Linked DNA regions of Macaca mulatta: region 1 is linked to region 2. The links are chromatin contacts, called in public Hi-C maps. All regions are on one chromosome and are shown on one strand. The core of a region is the stretch at or near the end of the contact, and the rest is flanking DNA. Distances in the headings are between cores, read along the strand shown.

The links. A called contact is a pair of places that touch in the nucleus more often than the background predicts.
Region 1: a Hi-C map of fetal cortex germinal zone shows a contact between it and region 2, with 4 times the contacts expected there. The contact joins two enhancer-like sites. A contact is called at or near these places in 7 of 14 Hi-C or Micro-C datasets (CD4 T cells, blood, cortical neurons and 4 more).

What each region holds. Positions count from the first base shown.
Region 1 is chr12:81,479,684-81,482,383 of T2T-MMU8v2.0, reverse strand. The region is part of intron 2 of LOC106992627 (a long non-coding RNA gene); the gene reads right to left. Among named protein-coding and RNA genes, the nearest start is that of MTX2, 280 kb to the right of the region's middle. Within about 2 kb of position 1,408, at least 20 of the 40 cell types and tissues checked have an H3K27ac peak or open chromatin away from gene starts, as enhancers often do.
Region 2 is chr12:81,072,868-81,075,567 of T2T-MMU8v2.0, reverse strand. No RefSeq gene overlaps it. Among named protein-coding and RNA genes, the nearest start is that of HOXD4, 9.1 kb to the left of the region's middle. Within about 2 kb of position 1,372, at least 6 of the 40 cell types and tissues checked have an H3K27ac peak or open chromatin away from gene starts, as enhancers often do.

The sequences.
Region 1 (2,700 bases), core at 159-2,658, 410 kb before region 2:
ACCACTAAAAGATTTCATTAAAAATATAAATGTTTTTGTTTCCTCCCTTACTAAAAAAATTCTTAAAATAAAAATTTTCACCTCTTTCTGGAGACTATGTCACTTAAGTGGAAACCATTTTTTGCCAGTAAATGAGGTTCCAAGAATTTGAGATGGATTATGCAAATGACTGATTTGTACTATCATACATTTTAAAATACTTTACACATAACAATTATAGGTGTTGAAATTTAAAACATTGATGAGCAGCTGTTAACTTTTAAAATTATAATAAAATTAAAGTGGCCATTATCAAAGAAAGGAAAACCAAGCACTCGTCCATAGAAACTATTTTTTAAGATACAAAGCTCCAATATGTTGTTAAGAAAAAAAATGCACTTGCCTCTTCTCCCAAGTAATATATTTTAGCTTCTTATTATGAATAATCCATCTTTCTCTATGTTCATGGAAGGAGTAAAGCTCAGTCTTTATTTGCTTCTACAGGAAATTTTATTTTCTGTAGAAAGCTGGTCAATTCAGAATAAAGGGACTAATTTATATTTGACCACTAGGTGTCACTGTTGGTGGTGGCGTGGGCGATAAGGAGGGGGAGGGGAATTGGAAGCAATCTTAGGGGATTTGGGGGGTTGAAACATAAAATGCTCACATCATTGCCATTCTCCCTAAGTACGGCAGGGTGGTAGGAAGGAAAGAGAGACGTGTGAAGACACAGCTTTGGCAGCAGTTCGGTGCTGACCGGCCCTCAGACCACCCTAGGAGACTGCTGACTGCAGAGCTGCAACCCCAACAGAAATTGACTCTTCAAGTCCATTTTAATCATTCCCTAACCACCTCGCAGGAAAACAGAAAAACGTCAGTGACTCCACGTTGGGAGAGCGAGGCTCTCCTCGGCCACGCCTGCCTGGTGCTGAAGAAATCAGATGAATAATTTATATCACAAAGCAGTGTGCGGGGTGTCAGCTCGTGTGTGAAGGGGCTCTGAGTGACGAGCTCTGGGCGCACGTCAGAAACATCATCTATGAGGCCAACATACAAATCCAGGCGGAAGAGCCTCAGGAAGTGGAATGGGAATTTTTTTGTCAGCAACGGTCAGTGAAGTCCAATTTACTTCTGGACTTGGCTGTGTGAAATGGGAACTTTTTCAAAGCCCGTGGAAAATCAAACAATGAAAAAGAGATTTTCCTGACGTCGTACTTGGCTCAGACTCCAAGGATAGCAAGATGGGCAGTGCCTGCCTGGCCCCCGGAGGGAGATCGTGCTTATCTTCAGAACAGCCCAGGCCCGACGCCAAGCCTTACGGCCAGGGGTCGGTTCCCGTGCCCAGCAGCACACCCAGGATCTGCAGGCGGGGCGGGGCTCGCTGGCAGAGCCCTGCAGAGGAGGCTGCCGTGTGCCCCTGCTATTTCAAGCAAGCGTCTCTAGCTGGAGCTGTTATTCTTTCACTTTCCTAAGGGGGAGAAAGTTAAGAAAACTAAGGAGTTGGAGTGGAAGGGACGTTTGAGGAGAGAGCCTAAACAAGGGGTACTAACCCCCTTGTAAGCATCTAGAGGAGAATTTTTAAAAATGGAGGAAGGAGTTGAAATATATGGCCCAAAAGTTTTCATATTTGAAAATAGTTTCTTGCTCACTTATGCTATAAACTATTGCATCAAATGACCATTTCTAACCATTGTCTCACCAAATGAGACATTTTTCAGGACAGGATTAGTAGTTTATACTTAACCACATTCACTGGAAGCAAGTTAGTGAGATAATCACGTAATACATTAAAAAAATTTAAAAACAGGAAAAGAGGTAAGCAATGAACATTGAGTGCCAACCACACGTCAGGTATTATCCTCAGTGTTTTCTGTTCATCAACTCATTTAATCTTCAAACAACACTACAAAGCAGGCACTAATATTATTCCTATAAGAGATGAGAAAATGGAGAGAGAGAGAGAGAGAGAGAGAGAGAGAGAGAGAGAAAGGGGTCAAATGGCTCTCCCAAGGTCGCAGAGCCTGTAAGTGGCAGACTGCCTCCAAGTCACTCAGCAGCAAACACAGGTCCAGAACTCAGAGCTCTGACCCTCACCATCCAGGCTCTCCTTATGGATCTTTTACCACCTTGTGCCCTGTGAAATGTCTACCAAGTTCAGATCCTAACCACTGACAGCCATAAAATGTTTGCACAATGGAATTTCTCTACTTGCTACATTCTGACAAAGTACTACACCAAAAGATGGAATGCAAACTAGGCTGTGAGGCCAGCCCTGGACAGGCATGCGTTTTGTGGCTGACAGTTTCAACCGCTACCTCAGGCAAGCCCTTGAGACATCTCTCTGGACCAACTTCTGTTCATACAGCCACGTAATCTCTGGTCAGAGTCAACTAGCTATATGAGACTATAGATCAAACGTTCATTGTGATTTACGTGAAATTAATTTCCAGAAAGTGTAAGTAATTATACTCTGTATGAAAACACATATTTTCCAGGAATTTTTTATTGCCCATGACACACACACTAAGATTTTGCCAAAATAAGTTCAAGCCAGTTGTGTAAATGTACTCAAAATAGCTGAGGCTACATAAAATGTCTTTTGGGCACTGACTCAGGGGAAAAAAAACAAATGTGCTCCTTAATAACCCTGGTAGCTGTACTGACTCTAACAGATAGTTTTCTAGTCCAGCAACAGTATTGCAGTTTGTCATTAATAGATGT
Region 2 (2,700 bases), core at 123-2,622:
GAGTTAGGGCCACTTTCTGCCTGGTGTAATGCTGATACATTTAGGTGCCAGACATTCAGACCCAGTGGGCCAGGACTATGTGGCCCATAACAGCAATAGGTTAGGTCCCAGAACTATGTTCTCCTGAGTCTGCTACTTCCTGTGTGTTCAAACCTGTCTTGTCCTCCATAGAATTTAAAAATTTGGTGAGTGAACCAGGGGTCTTTTGCTCTAAAGGTCTAGGCCTGATTACTCAGTAAGAGGGGGATAATAAGAAACATGTATGTATTGAATACTTGGTATGTGGCAAAACACTGGTTTAAGTACTTAACCAGTGAGTTAAAGTACGTAAAGCAGTTAGAATAGTGCCTGACATATAGTATTGCAAGTAAGTAAAAATTCTCATAGCAACCCTTGAAGGTACTCTTATCCCTCCTTTTCAAAGAAATTAACACGTCTAGAGAGTTGCAGTACTCACCTAAGGTCACACAACAGGTAAGTGGGACCATGGCAGTCTGAACCCACAACCCATTGTCTTTGAAATCTCCAAGCCAAAAGTACGGGATCCATGGCCCCTTCCCTAAAATGAAAGTACTCAGCCTATAGGGTGGCGACCTTAAAAAACACAACCCTGGATGGAAGCCTAGGAGCTCTGGGGGATGCCTAGTTGTAGGGGTAGAGGGAACTTGATCTTTGGAGAACAAAGGATCATAAAAGGAGCAGGAGAGATAATTGCCCAGTGGTTCTCAACTGCCCTGGGGGGAGGATGTTTACAAAATGCAGGTCTCTGGGTACCATATCTGGATATTCTGATTCAGTAGATCTGGGATAGGACCCAGAAACCTGCATTATAAACAGGAGATTTGATGCAGGTCTCCACTGAGAATCCTTACCCTAGAGAAGGCAGTGGGGAGAGGGGGACAAAAGACTGCATTGCCAAGAGATAATGGAGGATCAGTGGGATTGGGTCAGAGCATTATTTAAGTAAGGTGTCGCTAGCTCTTGAAGCTGGTGCGAGGAGTACCCAGTGGAGCCCACAAAAGGCCTGAAATGCGCGAAGTGGTGGTAGAAGAGTGGTTGGGTGGTGTGGAGTAGACATGCGCATCTGGCTAGTTCTCTCAAGCTGCAGAGCAAATGGGATTTACCTAAGCTCTAAGAGTCTCCAGAGAGTCCCAGGACCCAGGCCCTGTTCTAAGTGAGCAAGGGCAAGGCCCATCAGCCTGTTGGAGGGGGTACTAAAGGATGTTCTTTTCAAGGCTGTCCATTCTGGGTACCAGGAATCCTGGGCAAGGTAAATGACAGGACCCGCGGCCCAGAGGGAGGGGCTGGTTGGGATCCGCGGATTGGGCCCAGCTTGCCCCACACAGGATTCAACTTGCTGCTCCCAGGAGCGCAGCACGAGGAAATCGCGCCCCCTCCGGGAGGGCGGAGAAAGCGAGGTGGCCTGCCAACCCGGAACGGCCCTAGGCTCCCAGGCCTCGGAGCTGCCTCCACTGCGGGTCTGGAGAAGGGAACCCCTGGGGGTGTGGGGCGCAGCGCCGTCGACCCTTGTTCTAGGCCCCACACACTTTGCGCGCGGAGATAGAGGGAGTCGGTGAGGGAGGAGAGGAAAGCGATCCCTCCGCTCCCGCCCTTCCCGGCCGCAGCAGCCGGCGAGACGCTTGTCCTACAGCGCCTCCTTCTGGACGAGGCGCCAGACAACCGAGCAGGCCGACCACCAGCCCCGGAAACCTGAGGCTGAGACTTCCTCCAGCGGGCGGAGGTCTCCCGGCACCAGAGGCTGGTTCTACAGTGTCCCCTGGGGCGGCTGAAAGGAGCAAGAGGGACCTGAGGCCACCTCTCATCCCCTACCCCCCACCCCAGCACAAACAACAAGCTCGTGGCCCATTAATTAAGCGAACCCAGGCGGGAAAAGCCCTTATTTGTCCGTTTGTTTATTTATTTATTTGACTACTCTTCGCCAAGCTGCTGCGCCCCAGAGCCCTCGAATGTGCTGTGCTGGCATAACAAGATCCGGGAATGATCGGGCTGAAGGATTGGCCCGAAGTTTGGCTGTTTGAACAGGCGCCAGGAGGAAAGGCCTTTTCCCAAAGCAGTAGCACCAGGCCGAAAAAAAAATCTATACCCTTCCCCGAGGGGCAAATATATGCTATATATATACTGGAAAGAAGAAAGTTTCCTTTGGCCCCTGTCTCGTATTTGCAGCCTATGTCTAGCGTACAGATTTAAATTGGGGTGATGAGTCATAATGATTGGAAATGTAGCCAAAGGTAGAACTGTTCAGCTATACAGGGAAGGCTGAGATAAAGACAAGATGAGTAGCGAGCCTTGACGGAGGGAGAATGGAAAGATCGGGTGTATCTTCCTGCTCGAGTCCACTCGTCCCCTCCCCCACAACCCGTGCTTTGCCGATTGAATCCTCGGGCCGGACAATTTAACTGCACATGCGCTGGACGCCTGGCGCGCGTGTTTGGCGGGCACTGTGGGGCCCTGAGCTGTGCCGCCGGCGTGCACCGTGCAGTACGGATGAGGCACCGCGCACCGCTTCTATGCCTGGATGCAGAGGAGCTTGGGAACCTCATCTCAAGAAGCAGGAAACATACTTTTGTTTTTCAGTAAAATCTGTATTAAAAGCTTAAGCTGTCCTTTCTGATTTGCAAGCCCTATTCCGCCGAACAAGCAGCATCTCCTCGTTGCCAATGAACACTCTGAAGGTTGTTA